Regions from separate parts of the Mus musculus genome. Here all the other regions are linked to region 1. Evidence: chromatin contacts called from public HiChIP or PLAC-seq data. All regions are on one chromosome and are shown on one strand. Each heading gives the region's core, a stretch centred on a gene start, on an enhancer-like site or on the middle of the called end of the contact. The rest is flanking DNA. Distances are from core to core; before and after follow the strand shown.

Evidence for each region. HiChIP or PLAC-seq counts read pairs in DNA pulled down with a chosen protein or histone mark.
Region 2: a contact with region 1 is called in an H3K27ac HiChIP or PLAC-seq map of heart atrium, with 7 read pairs. The contact joins two enhancer-like sites. A contact is called at or near these places in 5 of 484 Hi-C or Micro-C datasets (the STO cell line, Th2 cells, cerebellar granule neurons and 2 more), 3 of 115 datasets of contacts at active chromatin or transcription factors (embryonic stem cells, heart atrium and microglia) and 2 of 9 other capture datasets (adipose tissue and liver).
Region 3: a contact with region 1 is called in an H3K27ac HiChIP or PLAC-seq map of heart atrium, with 8 read pairs. The contact joins the promoter of Actn2 here to the enhancer-like site in region 1. A contact is called at or near these places in 3 of 484 Hi-C or Micro-C datasets (Th1 cells, embryonic stem cells and uterus), 2 of 115 datasets of contacts at active chromatin or transcription factors (embryonic stem cells and heart atrium) and 3 of 9 other capture datasets (adipose tissue, liver and pancreatic islet).

What each region holds. Positions count from the first base shown.
Region 1 is chr13:12,209,526-12,213,493 of GRCm38.p6, reverse strand. It overlaps Mtr (5-methyltetrahydrofolate-homocysteine methyltransferase), which reads left to right. Exons shown (of 33, transcript NM_001081128.3): 21 at 716-823; 22 at 1,006-1,106. Among named protein-coding and RNA genes, the nearest start is that of Gm10336, 25 kb to the right of the region's middle. Within about 2 kb of position 2,198, at least 14 of the 459 cell types and tissues checked have an H3K27ac peak or open chromatin away from gene starts, as enhancers often do. A contact at or near this core is called in heart atrium, where this site is marked.
Region 2 is chr13:12,367,247-12,371,214 of GRCm38.p6, reverse strand. No RefSeq gene overlaps it. Among named protein-coding and RNA genes, the nearest start is that of Heatr1, 26 kb to the left of the region's middle. Within about 2 kb of position 1,889, at least 43 of the 459 cell types and tissues checked have an H3K27ac peak or open chromatin away from gene starts, as enhancers often do. A contact at or near this core is called in heart atrium, where this site is marked.
Region 3 is chr13:12,338,623-12,342,590 of GRCm38.p6, reverse strand. It overlaps Actn2 (actinin alpha 2), which reads left to right and starts at 1,859. Exons shown (of 21, transcript NM_033268.4): 1 at 1,859-2,216. The coding sequence starts at 2,091.

The sequences.
Region 1 (3,968 bases), core at 949-3,448:
TTAAGAATGCATATTTTGAAACTCTGTCACTCTTTTAAGTACTGGGACTTTAAATAGTCTCTCTTATGTACGGGCAGAATTCTTTATTATAACAAGTACTTAAAACTGTCATTTAGTGAATTCTTGTTGAGCATCTGGGCTAGGGGCTCTGAAGTAAACCACTAAAAGGCCTCTTTGTAAAGAACAGTTTTTTTTTTTGTTTTTGTTTTTGTTTTCTCGAGACAGGGTTTCTCTGTGTAGCCCTGGCTGACCTGGAACTCACTTTGTAGACCAGGCTGGCCTCGAACTCAGAAATCCGCCTGCCTCTGCCTCCCGAGTGCTGGGATTAAAGGCGTGCGCAACCACGCCCGGCTGTAAAGCACAGTTTTCAGTGAGTTAAAAATCCTCAGAATTTATAGAATGCCGGGATGAATTGTATTGAAGTATGAAACTTAGAAGATGAATAGAATTCAGAGATGGTAAAAGGATGTTAGGCAGAAAAAACAACAATCTACCAAGCAGAAATTCAGAAACAGAAATTATAACCTTTGGTTTCTGTTTGGTTTTCCTCTGCTGCTGTCATTTATTGTCACTCCCTACCTTATCCTTATCCTGCTCACTCTAGAAATCTGGGAAGGTCAAATCAGACATTCTTAAGTTGTCCTGAAGCTTCATGGGTCAGCATCGGCAGCCATGTGATAGTTTGCTAATGATGCCCAACTCTGCTTTTTCCCAGGTTATAAAGTCAGCCCGTGTCATGAAGAAGGCTGTTGGCCACCTTATCCCTTTCATGGAAAAAGAAAGAGAAGAAGCCAGATTGATTAATGGTTCGGTTGAAGAAGAGGCAAGTCATTTAGTCCAGGCCTGGAAAGCTTGTTTTTCTGAGGTTGGGAACCTCATCAGTAAAGCGTTGATGTAAGGCGTCACCAGGGACGACCGTCTGGGTCTCAGGAGCCACCCAGGCGCTGGCCGGGGAAATTCCCTGGTGACCCCTTATGTATGCTCACTGCTTGCCTCACGTTGCAGGACCCTTACCAAGGCACCATTGTGCTGGCCACTGTTAAAGGGGACGTGCATGACATCGGCAAGAACATAGTTGGCGTGGTGCTGGCCTGTAACAATTTCAGGTAAGCGGGGATCGGCTTCTTCCAGTTCCTTCATGGCCTTTTACTGGCTGAAAGGGCTGGGGTAAGGGATGCCCATGGATGAAGTGGGTTTTGGTGTTTTGTTTTGTTTTGTTTTGTTTTGTTTTGTTTTGTTTTTAGGTTCATAATTATGTGTCTCTTACGTATGTGTTAAAGGACATAGAGAATGGGAAGTAATCTCTAGGGGTCAGGCAGCCAGGAGCCTTCTTGAGAATCTGTGGTGGACATAGTCTCTAAGGCTCCTCCGGCTTCTCATGGCTCACATGTACCCTTTCCCACCCAACGAACTGCTGGGGTCTAGACTGGGTTCTTAGGGGAGTTGGTACCATGGACTCTGTAGGAAAGCTTTGTCGTCGCTAGTCTCGCTGCTGTGTCTCTTGGTGATTGTACTAGGGTTCTCTGAGCGGCAGAACTGGCAGAGCTAATGTATGTGTAGTAGTGGGTTTATTCGCGAGGCTAACAGGCTGTGGTGCAAGTAGTGCAGCAGTGATTTCCTGACAGGAAGGCCAGGATCCAGGAGTCAGTGAGTGAGACTGGATGTAAGGAAGGTCTTTAGGACGGTCCAGCCAGGTCACAGCCCACTGTGGAATCCTAAAGAAGTAGAGCGAGGGAACGTTTACAGACAGCAAACGCTTCCTTCTTCTGTGTCCTTCTGTGTGGGCTGCCACTAAGAAAGGGTGGCCAGATTGACCTCAGGTGATCTAGCCAATAAGAATCTCTCACAACCATTCCCAGCTACTTGGGTTTAGACACGTCCAAGTGTAGTCAAGTTGACAACCACGGTTAGCCATCACAGTGATGTTAAAGTAGCAGTTGGAATGATATATGCAGGTATAACCCCCTTTTGATAACTCAACAAAAGAATAAATATTCGTAACAAAGTTATTTCCAGATAAGCTAATGGCTTATATTAAGTTTACAGTTTCCCTGATTCACAATATGTTTCAATGAAAAAGCCACTAAAGCCTGCCCTGGTCCCAGTGTCCTGTCAGCAGTCCTTTGGAGTCATGACTGCTTTCCACTGTGCCTTCTCTCTCTCTGGCAGAGGAGCCCACTGGTGCTCTGGCTCTCATGTTCTGTCTGCTGCTGCCAGCCAGCAGTGAGCCTTCTCAGCCTCTCTCCTCTCACCACTTGACCTGTCCCTGCCTGGAACGCTGGTTGATTCCACTCAGGAATGCAGAGCTGGTTGTACCCAGAGGGCAGCTTTTCCCACGGCCAGTCTTCTACCTTTCCTTCCAGCCTTTGTCTTGAAGGCAGCTTTCTTTCCTAGCCTTGACAATCAGGGCTGCAGTTCCCTCCACCTACTTACTTTACTATTCGTTAGAGTGAAATACCAGCCTCTGTTCTTTGGGGGTCACTTACTTGCCAATATTATTTTGACCTGCATCAACTTTAAATGTACTGACTCATTAATATTCAGATTTTCCATTGAGAAGTAAGTTAGAATATTAAGACTGATTTTTGATCAGATAATTGCATGACAGTTGATTTTAGATATACTGTCTCAACTATGAAAAGACAGTTATGTACTTTCCCCATTTAACACGAGTTATATAAGAAAATTCGCCTATCAGATTTCCAGGAATTAATGTAAAAATGGGCTAGATGTGATGGCTCATGTATTTAACCCCATAGGTTTAAACCCCACTTAGTGCAGATGTGGGTAGATTAACATAGTAAGTTCCAGGCCAGCCTGGGCAAGCAACGAGCAGAAGCTTCCTTCTTTCGTGTCCTTTCCTGTAGGCTGCCACCAGAAAGTATGGCCCAGATTTAGGATGGGGTGGAGGGAGAAAAAGGGGGAGCAACAGTAATAGGCCCTGTGAGTACTACTCAACCTCAAGTGGAAGAAGGGGAAAAAAAAAAAAAAGACTCACAGCTGGGTGCTGGGCTAGTAGGATGCTGCCATCTAGTGGTAGGATATGTGAATTGCAGGGACAGCAGTCTGGAAGAGATAGCATTTGTACCCTTCCTTTTCCTTTTCCTGTCTCCACCTCTTTCTCCTATTTTTAGTTAACAAGGAATATATATTCCTAAGTTACATGTTTATAAAGCGTATTATGACATCGAAACACATGTGTACAACGTATACTGATCGAGCATTGTCGCCTTATGTATCCTTACTGAAGTGGGGGACTCACTGTTCTGGTTCTTCATAATGCACACTAGGTTGTGCACAGAGGCACCTGCCCCGCTGTGGAGCGTGAGAGCGTTTCTCCTGCATCCAGCTTTTTATTCCCCTCCTCCTCCTCACCCTGTTTACCTCTGTTAATTACTATTCAACTTTCTCATACTTCAGGGTCAACTTTCTTCACTTGAGAGAAAGATTGTATTTCTGTGTCTGGATTGTTTTACTTAACATAATGACCACCAGCTCCATTTGTTTTCCTGCAAATGAGAGAGTTCATTCTTTCTATGGCCAAGTAGTATTTTATTCCATGTGACTATGTATTTTCTTCACTTATTTATCCACTGATGGAGGCTTAAGTTACCCTGAGTATATGCACAATTTTACTTTTCTTTGTGATTTCTTCTGAAGAGGAAAATAACTAGTTTTGTCTCTTTATTTTCTAAATTCTTTGTAATCTAAAATAGTACTGGATACTATTAGTAACTCATGTTTTGTAACATTTTTTTCTGAGTTTGAATCAGATACAATGCATACCTAAAGCTCTCTTTTTCTCCCCCTTTCTTTTACACTTTTGAAACAGTGCGTATATGTGTTTTCATACGCGAGTGCTGTGGAAGTCAGGCGACAACTTGCTCAGGAGCTGGTTATGCCCACCATTCAAGTGCCAGGGATCCAACTCAGGATGTCAGGCTAGGTGGCAAATACCTTTCCCCACA
Region 2 (3,968 bases), core at 640-3,139, 160 kb before region 1:
TACCTCACTCAGGATGATACCCTCCAGATCCATCCATTTGCCTAGAAATTTCATAAATTAATTGTTTTTGATAGCTGAGTAGTACTCCATTGTGTAAATGTACCACATTTTCTGTATCCATTCCTCTGTTGAGGGACATCTGGGTTCTTTCCGGCTTCTGGCTATTATAAATAAGGCTGCTATGAACATAGTGGAGCACGTGTTCTTATTACCAGTTGGAACATCTGGATATATGCCCAGGAGAGGTATTGCTGGATCCTCCGGTAGTACTATGTCCAATTTTCTGAGGAACCGCCAGACTGATTTCCAGAGTGGTTGTACAAGAAGCTAGTTCTCTTAACCACTGAGCCATCTCCGCATCCCCTAGTTGTTTGTTATATTAACAACTAATGTCTGCCTATTAAAGAGAAGGTGCTAGACCCCTACCTTGGTTCGCAGAATTCTAGGAGGAAATGGTGCTAGTAGAATGCTATTGTGTGTCTTCCATAAAAACAGTTCATGTAGGAATCCCTTTATGTTTTCCCCTCTTCCGCAAGACAAGCCTGCAAATACTCATGTGTTTGACTGCATGAGGTGACTCTTGATGTGTACCCTCTCACTCACGTAGTCACTCTCATATGAGCCTTCTTTGGAAAGATTTCAGGTCTATGTTAGTAGTGAACTATGACAATGGACATACGTTGGCTCGTTGGCTGTGTGCAAATGTTCACGACAAGCATAGGTAGCTGTGCTGTGTTGGACAAGTTTGCCAGAACAAATTCACCCTTTAAATGCATAAGCATTCTCCCCCCCCCCCAAAAGCATATTTGCTACATCAAATGTTGTTGATGCAAGCATTACTTCACTTTCCCCATGATGAGGCTTGCTAGAAAGGACACCCCAAGCAGAGAATCTCACACGATTTCCCAGCATCCTCAGCACATGACATCAGCATATGCATTCAGGCCATTCTCTTCAGCTTATATAGCCCGGGCCACCGGCATCATCTGAGGTTACAATGTCACTCAGGTGGCTCACGTCACCACTTTCCATTCCCTCCCACTGCTGCAGTCTCATTTTAGCCTCGGGGATCACGAGGCATGGAGTGTCCAGAATGTCACTTGTGGAGATAACATTACTGTTTGCCCCTACTGTCCAGTGACCGTGCTCCAGCACCAAGCATCACGTGCTGTGCGTGTGACTAGAGAGGAGGATGTAAGCAGAGGGCTTTGCTTGGGGCTGATGTGGCCAACAGAAAATGCAAACAAGGCAGTTTCTTGCGCTCAGCGGCAAACTTGGCATATGTGGCTGTCCCTGCAACAAATGACAATAGTATTTAGATACTCAATTTCCAAGCATTAGGAGGTCTGGTGCTTGGAGTTCTCACCCGCTGAGTGGCGGAAGCTGGAATGGCAACTCCCACTTTCCCCCCAGGAACATCTCTCAAGGACTACCACTTCCATTTCATGGCTTTTCGGTTTCAGCCTCATAAACCTCCCCTCAGAGGGAAATACAAAAATAGAATCAGAGAGACAAGGAGAGAAGGCAGGGCAACAGAATGCTTCTTCAGAGCCCCATGGACTGTTTGGAATTTCCTTTCTCAATAATCCACAGGATCATCAAAAATAGGGTCTGTCTGCTTTCCACAGCTCTGCAAAGTTCTAGGTCTGGACCCTCCTAACTCAGCCATGCCGCTGGGGTGGTGGGGAGGGCCCACTGGGCAGGGGTCGCTTGCAAGCACAGCTGCTCCTAAGCTCAGGAGCTTAGCCTTGCCAGCCGTGAGCTGTTGCCAGGTTTCTGGAGTGTTAGAATAGTAAACAGTTGTTTCTCAGAAACAGAGATAGGGTGATCCGCAGCCTCACATGCTAAATTTAAATTTCATTACGCTCTTTCCTAACAACAGGGATCAGGGCTTTTCAAGCAGGGTGGGGTGGAGGGAGCTGTAGCTCTAGAGGGTTGGAAGAAGGAACCACTAGGTGATTCAGTTTCGCCAAATCCCAAAGGATGCTTTGCTCATGTGCTCACTGTGTCCCTGACATTTTGAGAGGAGCCTAGAGGCTCTCAGGGAAAAAATCAGACTGGGAGGTGTCACAAGTTCTTGGCCATTAGCCCCGGTGCTGCCCCTTGTGAACTTTCTCACAGTTAGCAGGAAGCAGCCAAAGGGCTGAGAATAAAGCCGAATAAAGTGCACATAATTAAACGCTGACAAGAGCCCGGCTGTAAACTCCGATGTCATCAGCCATGTCATCAGAACAGCGATGGCTAAGGAGATGAAAGGGACTGGAGGGGCTGCAGACATGGCTCCATCAGTAAAGTCTCTGTCACACAAGGGCAAAGTCCTGAGTTCAATCTCTAGAACCCACATAAAAGTCATGGTACACATCTGCAATCCTAGCTCTGGGAAGAGGGGAGACAAGGGGATCCCCAGAGTCTGTTGGCCAGCCAGTCTAGCTAATTGGGGAACTCCAGGCTCAAGGAGAGTAAAGTAGTGATCAACCAAAGAAGATAACAGATGTCAAACTTGGCCTCCATACGCATGTGTATACATATCTGTGCACACAAAGTCAACTGTAAATATACACACAAACACTACCCACACATACACACAAAAAATAAAGTGATTGTGGTAGTTTAAATATGGCTGACCCACACAGTGGCACTATTAGGAAGTGTGGCCTTGTTGGAGGAAGTGTGTTATCATGGGTGTGGGCTTTAAGACCCCCATCCTAGCTGCCTAGAACTCAGTCTTGTCCTGTTTGATTTTGTAACAAGATGTAGAACTTCCAGCTCCTCCACCATACCTGCCTGGATTCTACCAAGCTCTAGCCTTGATGATAATGGACTGAACCTCTGAACTGGTAAGCCAGCCCCAATTAAATGTTGTCCTTATAAGAGTTGCCTTGGTGTCTGTTCACAGCAGTAAAATCCTAAATAAGACAAAGTTGATACCAGGGACTGAGATGTTGCCGTGATATGCCTGGCCAGGTTTTTGTTTGGAAGAATGTGGATTTGGACCGCAGTGGAATTCATTAAGTTGGGCTAAATGAGCCATCCTAGTAAGAATATGGAAGCCTGTTGCTGTGAGTGATTTGAACTGTGCAGACCTGGTCCAAGAAGTTTCAGTGGAGAAGAATTTCAATATGTGGCATAGAGATTGTTTTTGTAATATTTTGGTGAAGAATGTGGCTGCTTTTGGCCCTTGTCTGAAGAGTCTACATGAGACTAAGGTGAAGAGATTTGTATTAATTGCATTGACAAAAGAAGTCTCAGCAGACTTTGTTCCCTGGTTAAGTCTCATGAAGAGTATTTTCAACAAGTGTAGCAAAGTTTAGAAAGGAAAAATATAAAATATATGGTTTGAGTATCAAGGGGGCACCAGGAAGTGAAATGGAGCTGAATCCTGAGTTCAAGGATATTAAATCGAATGAAGGGAGTAGTGACCTTGGGGCAAGATTCCATCCAGCTAAATTCAGGCCCAGGCTTGGTACTCTAAGTCTTTAATCCCAGGAGGTAACAGCAAGAAAGTTTCTGAGTTCAAGGCCTGGCTGGTCCAGAGCAAGTTCCAAGTACAGAAAAATTTAAACCCAGGCGCAGTGGACCACACCTTTAATCCCAGTGCGTAGGAGGCTGGTATACACATCTCTGAGTTCACAGTCAGTCTACAGAGCAAGTTCTAAGGCCAGGCAAGCTTAGGTAGTAAAGGGATTGAAAAACAGAAAGTTGGTGCTAATGAAATATAACAAAGGGGTGATGTTCTAGCCCCAGTAAGCAGCAGAACTCAGCAGCTTTGGTCATTTGGCTCTGGTTTTATATTCAAGAGGAGAATGAGACTACTGGGACAATTGGTGCTGGTTAGCTGAAGCTAAGAAATTAGTGGTGATGAAGAAGAGATCAGCATCACTGAGGTGAAATCTTCTGGGAAGTGTTTTCTGAAAGCACAAAGAAGCTGTGTTCCAGAGGCAGCCACGGTTGTACCTCGTGCTGCAGCT
Region 3 (3,968 bases), core at 610-3,109, 130 kb before region 1:
CTATTCTCCCACTGCCCTCCCTCCCAGTTTAGGAAGTCCGATGAACTGTGTCTGTGTTCCCTTGAAAACTGTCCTTTCCCTGGGCAGGAAATTTATGCTATCACAGCTTTAATGGTTGTTTGTTTCCTGCCTTTTGGTGATCGTTGTAGTTCCTTGACAGAGAGAAAGCCTTGAGCGCTGCCTCTGCTTCCATGGTTCTTCACCCAGATGTTGACTTTTTGTATCATGGCTCTTTTTTTTTCTTTTGATCTGGAATCTGAAGTCTGCGGTTAATTTCCAAAGACAAGCACTGTAGTACTTTGATAAACTTGTTCAAAGAGTTGGTTTTAATCTAAAGAGAACTTTAAAATGTAAAATACGAAACCCCAGTTTTGATCTTCAGCATCACATATACCAGATGTAGTGGTACATGTCTGTGATCCCAGCATTCAGGAGTTCAAGAATATCATTGGCTATGCAGCCCATTCTAGACTAACCTGGCATTAGTAATGATGGCGTTACTGAGGAGAACAACCAACAATAGGCAAAAGCTAAGCTTGCCTGTGGTGAGAATTAAAAGAAAAAAAAAACCAGTAATACATTGCATTTGTTGATTGTGTGAGTTTTTCTGCAAAAAACAGTAGATGTTGAAAGAATTTGGCGATTCTAAGTCTACACAGTTTCTCTTGCAACCTGGCTGCAGATTGGTAGCCTTGCGCCACAAATAGTACTGTAGCACCTGCTGGCAGCGGTTACTAAATTGGGATATAAACTTAACTGGGGGGACCCTATCCTCTCAGATGTTTTGGGCACCTAATGCTGTATTCAGCTTATAGCAGGTGGTTGTTACAGGATTGACTTGAAATTTCAGCCCTCTGCTCCCATGGCTCTGGCTTTACTTCCTTGGGTGACATAATTTCTAGGGACGGCTAAGCAGGTCTGGTGAGAGCAGAAGTGCAGCACTGCGGGGAGAAACGGAAATGTAAGGAGAAACTGGCCACCGGCCTGTCATTGTCAGTTCTCTGAATTTATGGCTGGCAGGTGAGTACTAGACGCTTCCTGCTTTGGCTTGGTTACTGACATTTTGATACATTTGGTTTAAGTTACATGCCTTGAGTCCTTCAGGTGAGGGCGAGAAGCCAAGAAAGAGGGTATTCAGGGGTTTTTAAACGGAGGGAGAAAGAATGGAATGGGAGAGAAGACTGAGGATTAAGAGAGGGAACGATGAATAAAGAGAGGACAAAGAAGGAGGGAGACACTTTAGAAGAACTGAAAGAAGGGAAGGAGGAAGGAGGTGAACAGGGAGTAGAGGAGAGGTGGAGAGGCAGAGAGGCAGAGAACTGAAGAGGAGGAAAAGAGGAGAAAAGAAAGACAAATAGAAAAAGAGGAGGAGTGGGCAGGAGAAGGAGGAGGGGAGGGGAAAGGGGCGGAGGAGTGTGTGTGTGTGTGTGTGTGTGTGTGAGAGAGAGAGAGAGAGAGAGAGAGAGAGAGAGAGGTGGGAGTGGAAGTGGGAGTGGGGGAGGAAAAGGAGGGATGAGGGAGATTTTTCAGCTAGCTTGTGGACACACGGGAAACATGACTTTGCAGCGGGTCTTTGGAACCCTTGTGTGTGCTGTGAGAGGTGGGACCGGATCCATATGTGTCCTCTCCCTAGTTCTAAGCTTCCAACCCTCCCTACTTTCCTCTGGGTTGCTGTCCGAGGTGCCCCTAGGTCATCCCTGGAAGCCAGCAGAGAGCAGGGGTGGGCGGAGTCAAGGCAGTGGAACCTGAGCGGGGCTCTCCAGCCAGCCAACCACACGTGTTGGAGACGGGGAGTGGGTGGGGCCGGCAGCACGTGACTCTCAGCGGGCTATTAATCCGCGCGGCGCTGCCTGCAGGCGTGCTGGTACTTCGCCGGAGACTCCGCGCCCAGGCGTGCCGCCCCAGGAACCGCGAGAAGGTCACCGCAGCCCGCCGCCTTTCCATCCATCCATCCATCCATCCATCCATCCATCCATCCATCCATCCATTCATCCATCCATCCATCCATCCATCCATCCATCCATTTCTCCGTCCGTCTGTCCATCCCTTGCGCTGTGCTCGCTCCCCAGCCGCCCCAGCCACCCAGCGCCATGAATCAGATAGAGCCCGGCGTGCAGTACAACTATGTCTACGACGAAGATGAGTATATGATCCAGGAGGAGGAGTGGGACCGCGACCTGCTCCTCGACCCGGCCTGGGAGAAGCAGCAGAGGAAGGTCAGCAGGGTCCCTCACGCATGTCTGTGCCTGGGTCGTTGTGGGGTGGGGGCGTCTCCGGCTGTGACCACTAGAAGAGGCCCCCTGGTGGAGGCTCTTGTTCCCCCAGCCTCCCACCGCACCATCAGAAAGGACAGCACACCCAGAGATAGGCAGGACACCTGGTGTGTGTGTGTGTGTGTGTGTGTATAAAAGTTAACATAAGTTGGAAAACGAATGATGTTCAAAAGACTGTTAGACTAGAATCTGAGAGTCTCAGCTCTCCTTTTGCCATGACCTTGCCCTAAAGTTATTTTGTGACAGACCCTGCTGTCTTCATTTGCCCCAAGACTGTCTCCTCACTAAGACACAAAATGAAAACCCACTCTATCTCAACTTTCCTAGGTCTGGCCCAAAGATAATTCGAAAACTACTTATTAAACATGTTAGGCTCCTTAGAGAGGGATGCTGTAGAACCCTAGACATTCACCTACAAAGTAAAAATTATTTCACACTCTATTTATAGTTCATTGAGGTAAGCACACAGGGATGAAGGAGACAGCCAGCTTCCAAGAGCTCCCTCCCCATCTTGGTGCTCTATGGGGCCTAATGGAACATTCCATTATTCAGGGTTTCTTCTTGATCCTCTTGGCTAAAACAAATAGGGGTGCTCACCAGGAGGCTAAGTTCCACCTCTGTTTGACTGGGCACAGAGCCTGGGTGGTTAGGCAAGTCAACAGACTAACTCAACATTCTGACAAAAGCCAGTTCCCCAAGCCAGTGCCTCATGCCTTATCTTCTTACTTTTTCTGGGCATGAGCAAGGTGGATTTCCCTTCTAAGAGCCTACTGTTAGGTGGATGCTAAGTGTGAGTGTCAGTGTGCATGGGAGTTTCCATAGCTGCTCCTTTGAGTGATTGTGTGTCAGTAAGTGTATAATGTTGGAAATCTATGGTGATGTTAACAAGAAAGAAAAAGGCTTCATGCTTGCATTCATTATCAAATAACCACGCACTACTTTTATATAGTATTTCTCTTTTCTTGTCTACTCTCTCTTAAATTCTCAGTAGCAGCTCTGTCCCTGCTGTTGCTATAACCCTCTGATGATGCTACTTTTCCACCCCCACCTTGCTTCCCGAGATGTCTGCCATCACTACCTTTCTTGGGAACAAGGGATGGAGACTGATACATTTAGAAATAGAGTCTAATTAAAGGGCTTACCAAGAGGGATGCCCATGGCCCTGAGGGTTACACTTGTGCCATCTGGATGTAACCACTTGGTAAGAAGTTGAAGAGTGGTTTTAATTACAGCAATGAGTGTCTCATTTCTTTTTAAACATTTTTTCAACAAGTTTGATTACTTTTTTTTCATGGATTAAAAAAGATCTCTGCTTCTGTGTTTTTGCTTTGAAGATTGTTCATTTCTTATGGAAAACAATAATAAGATTAGGAATGGAACAAGAAGATTACCCATCATTTTTGAAAGCCAAAGTCTGAGTCTAGAAGTTTCTGTTGATTCTAAGAAAATACAGTACAAAGAAGGTATAGACATCCTCAGTTTCTGAGGCCATGTCTTTACTCTTTGTGAGATATTTAATTTAAAAAACATATTTGCAGGGCTGGAGAGATGGCTCAGTGGTTAAGAGCACTGACTGCTCTTCCAGAGGGTCCTGAGTTCAATTCCCAGCAACCACATGGTGGTTTACAACCATCTAATGACCTCTTCTGGTGTGTCTGAAGGCAGCTAAGTGTACTCATATAAATGAATGAATTA